3 separate regions of the Zea mays genome follow, and regions 2 and 3 are each linked to region 1. The links are chromatin contacts, called in public Hi-C maps. All regions are on one chromosome and are shown on one strand. The core of a region is the stretch at or near the end of the contact, and the rest is flanking DNA. Distances in the headings are between cores, read along the strand shown.

Evidence for each region. A called contact is a pair of places that touch in the nucleus more often than the background predicts.
Region 2: a contact with region 1 is called in a Hi-C map of endosperm, with 6 times the contacts expected there. The contact joins two enhancer-like sites. A contact is called at or near these places in 2 of 25 Hi-C or Micro-C datasets (ear and endosperm).
Region 3: a Hi-C map of leaf shows a contact between it and region 1, with 5 times the contacts expected there. The contact joins the promoter of LOC100284830 here to the enhancer-like site in region 1. A contact is called at or near these places in 5 of 25 Hi-C or Micro-C datasets (ear, leaf and tassel).

Annotation. Positions count from the first base shown.
Region 1 is chr4:226,673,186-226,675,872 of Zm-B73-REFERENCE-NAM-5.0, forward strand. No RefSeq gene overlaps it. Among protein-coding and RNA genes, the nearest start is that of LOC100383218, 29 kb to the right of the region's middle. Within about 2 kb of position 1,341, at least 18 of the 20 cell types and tissues checked have an H3K27ac peak or open chromatin away from gene starts, as enhancers often do. A contact at or near this core is called in ear, endosperm, leaf and 1 more, where this site is marked.
Region 2 is chr4:226,426,604-226,429,290 of Zm-B73-REFERENCE-NAM-5.0, forward strand. No RefSeq gene overlaps it. Among protein-coding and RNA genes, the nearest start is that of LOC100284830, 50 kb to the right of the region's middle. Within about 2 kb of position 1,323, at least 19 of the 20 cell types and tissues checked have an H3K27ac peak or open chromatin away from gene starts, as enhancers often do. A contact at or near this core is called in ear and endosperm, where this site is marked.
Region 3 is chr4:226,476,352-226,479,038 of Zm-B73-REFERENCE-NAM-5.0, forward strand. LOC100284830 (adhesin FhaB) reads left to right here and starts at 1,352. Exons shown (of 3, transcript NM_001157725.2): 1 at 1,352-2,232. The coding sequence starts at 1,420.

The sequences.
Region 1 (2,687 bases), core at 91-2,590:
GTTTAACACTTCTACAAAGCATTAGCGTGTAGAACGAAGGTTTTCAAAAGGAAGTGTGAATGAAATGATATGGAAACACAATGTAAAGTGTTGTATGGAACTCATAGCATTTTTATTCCATCATCCTTTATATCTAATGAGTTTACAAGTATACCATCGGCTTCTTAACACAAGATGGCACAAAGGTTCGTTGAAGGCTAAGCAACACGAAGCTATAGCCCTCAAAAAAGGTACCTTATACATGGCATTGTTCATCTATTTAAAGGGAAGACGAACCGCCTTCGTACAAAATTACAATCATGTCCCTCAAGGTTTACACACATTATTTACAAATGACATCAGGGTAATATTGTATTTTCTCCTTTCTTTGTTGCGCAAGTCTTGACCTTCGTCGTGTGGAAGCATCTTTGTGCCGAGGCTTATAGCTTCGAGTTTTGTCCTTTCTAACCGTGTATGTTGAGCAAAGCTTTTCTCTTACACTGCTTCGTCTATTGTCGATAGCTCTTCAGACAAGGCTTAGCTTTGTCTGATATTAGCTGTATACCTGGAATTTAATTGTTCACTTCGAAACAAAGGTCACTTGAGGACCTTTGTCAAAGGTACTCAAAGTTAAATCAATAAGAAAGGTTTTTTAAACTATAAATTGTTTGTGGTGATTACTCCTTTCATGAATTATTTATATTTAGAAGTGTTTATCTAATAACTAATTAGTATAAAAAATATGATTTGCATCCATGCTGAGTTTTTAGTTGTTGCATCTAAAATTAGATTTGAAGTTGAATTATATTTGAATCCAAAACTAAATTTGGAAAACCTTGAAAAGAAAGAAATCAGAAAACAAAATAGAAAAAAGTAAAATACGAACTATTCTTGGGCTGGATCCCTTTCCCAGCCCAAGCGACCTCGCTGCATAGCCGACCAGATCATTAGCCATCACGCGTGGCCCAAACCAACATTTCACTACACCACGGCCCGCATCTCTCCTTTTTGACGCTGGCGCGTGGTCCCGCACCTCAGCCATGCATGAGGTCACTAGCAAATGGGACAGCCCTGCCAACACCTTCATCCAGCTGTAATCACAACCAACTCGTGCAACCCAACTCGATCTAAATCCACCGTGATTGCTCGTCGGCGAACCAGGGGCGCCATGAAGCCACCATGTCACATGGACTGAAGCATGTCTCCACCGTCGCCGGTAAGAACACATTTATCTTATTTGCCTTCTTCGTCTTGTAGTGCATGTCGGGGTTAGATTTGGGTCACCAGTATGTTGGTTTGGCCAAACTCCGGCCAACCTCAAGATCCCTAGACATCGATTGGTTAGACCCGATCTGAGCCGTCGATCGAGCGATGAACGGTGTAGAGCAGATCGCGACATTTTAAATCTCGGTCGTAGGTCATTGATCCAAGGATCGTGATGGCGTGTCGGTTCATGGTATCGAGCGTCTAATTTAGGTCGTCGATCGGTTCAGGCGTACCCATAAATAGCTACCATGGCGCTTTTCATAAAGAGCCCTTGGGGAAAATGAGAATTACCCGCCATCTAGACAGTTTAAGGGCATGTTTGTTTACCCCCCAGATTATATAATCTGGATTAAATAATCCTAAGAGGCAAACAAACAGTCTAGCTTATTTGCCCAGATTATATAATCTAACCCCTTGGATTATGATAATCCATAAGCAAGTGAGGAGGTGCTTATTTCAGATTATTTTTTCCCACTTCCCCACTACCCTTTCAAGTTTCCTAGAAATTACCCACCATTGCCATTATAATCTACCGAATCGTTTTTGCGCCTATCGGATCGGAGAAGCCCGCCGCCCAACAGAAACACGCCAAATAATCTGGGTAAACAAACAGGACTACTCAGATTATATAATCCAAATTATATAATCCAGATTATATAATCCTCCAAAAATAATCCAGATTATATAATCCATTGGGGTAAACAAACAGGCCCTAAGAATCAATCAAAGTAGGTACTCGAATTTACACCGAGCACCCTAAGTTCCTCAATTTTTATACCAGCCCTCCACCAACGCTTGATTTTTGTCAAATTAAAATCTGAAAATCCATTTTTGATATTAAAAAAGTCCAAAAACTTGTAAATCTTGATCGTTTTAACTCCGATTTTAGTGGTTCTCGAACCTACGATTACGTCTCGACCCGTAAAATATTATTATGTTGTTTGTTTGCATGTTTGGTGTAATGTTATTTGTATCCATTATTTGCTTATTTGTATGTATTGCTACAAATAAAAGTGAGGTGACGGGAATTTGAAGACCAACTTTGAGGAGTACCTGTAATTGCAAGTAATGGCAAGTTATGTCCTTGATCACATTCTTTGACCTAATAATGTTCATGATTCCGATAATCACTATGGCACTGTTAGGCTAAATCTGATGGGATCTAATAGGTTACCTAGTTTTGTTCACCCTACACTTTGCATACAAATGAATTTTTGGGTAGTTCTGCTATTGCTCTATCTTGTTTTGGGTGCCATACTATATGTGAATCATGATCATGCTTATTACTATTGTTACCTGTTTATGAGTTATTTATGATACATGATTAGATCATTTTGTTAACTGGAACATGGAGCTTAACCTGAGATAACAGTGCTACCACAAGAGTGGTATGGGACGTCCTTGGCCAATTAATTAGGAAATATGGTATGTGAGAGCCTTAC
Region 2 (2,687 bases), core at 73-2,572, 250 kb before region 1:
AAGACTGAACAAATGTAAAGCCCAAAATTTGTATATAAAAATAATAAAATAAATAAATAAATAAATAATAAAGGATAAACACTATTTTTATAAACTTTTAGCTTGACTACATACGAAGCAAGGCGTGTGTTGCATATTGAAGACATTTTCTTAAATAAATAGACAATAAACTTTTAACTTTGAATAAAGTTCTCACTTATTTTATTTGATAAAAAAATATGAAAAGGGGTCCTTAATGATTTAAATGTGTGATTTATTCTTAATTAAGTCTACATGTTTTGAAGCATTTGCTTAGACAAGTAAAATAATATATATATATATATATGTCTATGCATGCATCATGTTGGGTCTCTTGTTTTGTTTATATTTAAAATGCTAACTCAGATTCAAATTTATTTGAAATTGAAAATAGAAATAAAAAAGTTAGAAAACATAAACTAGAAATATAAAAGAATAAAAAAACAAAAGGAAAACCTACCTGGTTGGGCTGATTACCCTTCCCTCGGCCCACTCTTCTCCCCCTCGTTCTGGGCCCAGCAACCCCGCGCGACCCATTATCTCAGTCGAATCAACTAAGCCGAACGCACCTTCTGGCAGGCCGGCCCCATGTGCCAGCCTTACCCCTTTGCCTAGCTCCCAATCTACCGCGCGTTGCTTGCCTTCTCGCCGCCATGTGGGCCCTGCCCGGTCAGATCCATCCCTCTCCCTGAACTGAACCACGTGTTCTTCGTCATGCGTTCTCTGCTTCCCAGGAATCCGCGTTGGCGTTGGTAACAAACGCATCCCCATCATGCTCGCGCTACTCGTCTGTACTTCACACCGCGGCCTGGTGGGGCCCTCCTATCGGGTCTGCCCCCTTCACCGTAACAGCTCCACCGCGTTCACTGCCGCGCGCAGCCAGATTCGGGCGCTCCGGTCTCAATGGGATTCCCTAGAAAGCTGGGTAAATAACTTGGATCCGTTCGGACTACCCCTGCTCCTAGGATCATAAATGCCCCGCCCGCACCTTCTCGTCGTCAACCAAACCATCTGGCGTCTGGCAGGGAGCGCGGTGCCGAGCCAAGAAAATAGAGAGGGGAGAGAGAAGGAGGTGCCGCCATCGCTGGGCTCTGGGGAGGGGCATCGTGGGAGATTATCGGACTTCATGTGGTATGGGCGCATCGTTTGTAGGCGATTGGGAGCACCAGGGGGATTGGAATTCGTCGTTGGGGCCTCTTCATCCCTGCAGAACTACCATGCGCCAGCGAGGCTGGGCGACGGGAGCTGGAAGATGAATGGTGGCCCTCGATCCTGATTTGGACGGATACAGCTGCGACACGCTTACCTTGTGCCACAACCATAAGTCTTGATCCCTCGGTCCCGTCATCATATCGGTTCGCGGTCTAATCTGGACTCTTGATTCTTCATCGGACGTCCGGGTAGTGTGCGGGATTCTTCATTGCGCCCGAAGTGCAATCGTGGCCGCATATAGGTGATCGGGCGACCACGGTGTGTTGGTACCCCTTCTGTCGCACCGATTTACAAAAGAGCCCCTCGGCTTTCACAGAATCAACTCGTCGTTCGTGCCCTGTGTAAATTATTTACATTCGTGCCCTGAAAATTCATAAAACAGCCCCTGAACTCTGTGATATTAGTGGTCGCAGTCCAGGAATTAAAGAAAATAGGAAAGGAGATTTAGAAATCGATTTTGAGTATAAAAATAATCCCAGAACTTATATAATTCATAGAAAATTCATCATAGCTCCTTTTTAATCTATTATAGCGGCAAAACTTTTATATTAATATTGTTTATCATCTAGTAACCATGTTTTGTCATGAAACCAAGATAAAAATTATCCACTTGATTTATTCTATACTAAGTATTTACTGACTTCGGAAAATCGTAACTCGAGAACCGTGACTCCGATTTGATCCATTCAAATTGCGTTAGCTTCATAAAATTATTGTCTACACGGTGGCAACATTAATTGTACCATAGAATATATTTTTATAATTAGATATTTGTTTAGCCTATGTTCAGTAGATTATACCTTATAACCAAAGTTAAACTAGAACATGATAGTGATTTGACTATAATATGATTTCTAAACAAGTTATAATCTGGATTAAAGTTTACTTAATTGTTTCGAGTATATTTTCTCATACAATGTATATTAACCAATTTATAATATAGTTTAATGTTTAAATCACATTTATCTTCCATAAATCATAACTCCTTAACCGTAACTCTGATTTTAGTGGTTCTCGATCCCACGATTTGTAGCAATGCGTAGATTATTATTATTCAGTTTGTTCTTATGTTTGGTGTGATGTTAATTCTGCCTATACATGTTTGTTTGTATTGCTACAACTAGCAGTGAGGTCACGAGTCATCTGAAGATCATCCTGGTACCTAGAATCTCGAGTCCCAGGCAAGTTGTGCCCTTGATCACTTCTTTTTACCCAGTCATGTTCTGATTAATCATAATGATCTGCATAGGTTGATTTTGATGGGACCCAATAGGTTACCCTAGTTTGACTATCTTTATACCTTGATTACCACTAAACTTTTTGGGTAGTACTTGCTATTGCTTTATGTGATTTTGGGTATGAAGATACATTATTCATGATTATACCTTTATTATCAGTTGTTATTTGTTGTTAATGTTAAGATCATTATGTTAATTGGAACATGAAGAACCACCCGA
Region 3 (2,687 bases), core at 102-2,601, 200 kb before region 1:
TCCTAGCCACCATCATGGCGGCATTGGATGCCTAGTGCCCTGTTGTCCCTTCCTGGTCTGGTGCCTAGTGCCCCGCCGATCCATCGTGCTCGCTCCTTCGCAAGGTGTGGAACCATGTAGGCTGTGGGTCTCCCATGCCCCATACTCGTGCCATGTCATGCTTGTGCGGTCTCGCACCCACGGTCGTGCAATGTCGTGCCATCGGCACAACCTCCACGACCATGGGTACATAATAAGGGAAAGAAGGAAAAGACCGGAGCAAAATCGATATTCGAGGGCTCTTCTTTCTACCGGAGCAAAATCAATATTCGAGGGCTCTTCTTTCTCCTCTAAAGCAAAGAATAAATATTTTATTGGGTGTGATGTCAATCACTGAAGTTAACAAAAAAGTATTCTCCAATAGTTTTTACTATTTTAATGTCCAACAGAAAAGGAAGATCATTTCTAGTGATAAATTTTCCTCTATCTATACTATACTTAAAGCATTAGTTTCAACGGTCGTCCTGCTTCATCTTTTTACAAAAAAGTCCCTACATTTCTTACAAAAAATACTTAAAGCTCAACGTAAAATATTTAAAAGCAGTGCAAAAGAAAAGGTAGATTCCAAATCCTTTTTTCTTCGGACTTTCCCCAAACACAAAATACCTCCTTGTATTCGCATTCTCAAATAAGAATGGAAGAAATTCGACTTTCATATAATATCTTAATAGAATTCCATGTAATGATCAATGCATTTTTTGGATTCTATATTATCTGCATGTCTAGAATCCTAGCAAGAAAATATCCCTCATTTTGGAAAGAAAAGTAGAGTTTTTGGAATTAAAACAGATACATGTTAAACTAATTTTTGATATTGATAAGAGTGCTTATTATAAAGCAATTCTTGCAATTTTTTAAGAACATTCTGATGGAAGAACATTCTTATGGAAGTTGTCTAACAAGTAAAACATCATGCTCAAGTGTTTATAATCTTTTATAACCTTGGAAGTGGAGGAGGCGAGGGATGAAGGTCTCTGATTTGCTGCCTATGGTACCCGTGTGTTTATAAAAAATATTATGTGAAGACTGTCGACAATCAATAAAAAATCTTAAGATCTTTTTGGTGGATAATTTACGTGGATACTATTGTGAGCCGTCGCATTTTCTGTACACGGGTAACCGACTAGTCTAGACATAATATAGACATAATATGTCTATATAGCAAAAAGTTAAGTATCTACAAAATTAAAATAAGTTATATTTTTAATGAAGAAAGTAAAGATACATATGTCGGAAAAAAACCATAGAATTTAGGAAGGACAGATACAAATTTCCAGGAGATGGACCCCATTTCCCTTCCTTCCTTTTCGTCCTCTTCTCCAGTCGTCCCCCAGTCTCAGTCCACCACCGTCGCAGCCGGAGGGGAGAGGACGGAAGGCAATGCCGTGCTGCCAGACTGTGCTCAGTGCCGCGGCGGCCGCCGCCGCCAGCAGAACGCCGTCATGGCTCCATCGGCTGCACGCCAAAGGGGGTCTATCCTTCCCCTCCCACCTCAACATTGACGACCTCCTCTACGGGGGCCGACAGGCCCAAACTCCCCCTCCCCCTCCCTCGCCCCTGCCACCTTCTTCTTCCAATGATCACAACGACCTCGTCGTTGTTGTCAGGGAGTCGCCTACAAAGGCCGCCGCTAAGCCCAAGCCGCCGCCGGCGGCTCAGCGTCCGCCCCGCAACCCTTCGCGACCAAACCCTAGCTCTAGCAATTCCTCGCAGCCGCCGCCGCAACCACAGCTTCAGCTCGTTGCCGTGATCTCCGATGTCTTCGCGGTCCCGTCCTCCGCCCCGCCGGGCCCCCCGGCCCCCAAAGCCTTCCGCAAGCAGTCCCGGCCCCGCCCGAGAACTGACGAGGACCAGCCGATCTCTGCCCTTCCTGCACAGCGTCCCCACAAGGACAAAAAGGACAAGATCGCCAAGGCCAAGAAGCGCCGCCGGGCGGAGCGCGCCGCGGATGCCGACGGTGAGAGGTGTAGCCGGACCGATGTCACCGTCATAGACACCAGCATCGATGGCTGGAAGGCCGCCAAGGTGCTCATCCGCCGGGGAGACGTCTGGAAGGTTCGTAACAAGAAGCCTTCCGCGGTGTCTGAACTGGAGGATGCCATTGCCAAGGGCAAGAGGAGGGCTGGCCTTGTCTCTAAGCTTCAGAGAGACAAAGAGAAGGAGAAGCAGAAGGAGAAAGAAGCAATCACATCAGTGAGTAACCTTGATGCCAATTCGCTGTAATATTAACGATTTGCTCTGCTTTACCTGCCTCTTGTGGTCACAAAGGGAAAACTGGTGTGATTCTTTTCCTGATCTTCTTGCCATAGTATTGTGGCGATAACTTGAGCCGTATAGCCTGATGAACTGATGACTCTCTAGATAGGCACCTGTTGGAAATGATTTTGCTCAAGGACGTGCTTGATCAATGTGTAACTGAACCAAGCAAGGTCGACGAACCACAAAGATTCACAAAAACACTGAAGTGGTAGAGAAGAATTCTAATTCTTAAGGGGGCAACTATAGCACAGCCCCAAGGATGAGAGCATTCGGCTTCTCCTTTTGCTGAGTTCCATTTTTTAGGGTTTGGGGAAAGGATGACCAAATGCTATTGTCACTTAGAACATCCCTCCTAGTTTTGCTTTGATTTGATTAGTTGGCCTTGTCTG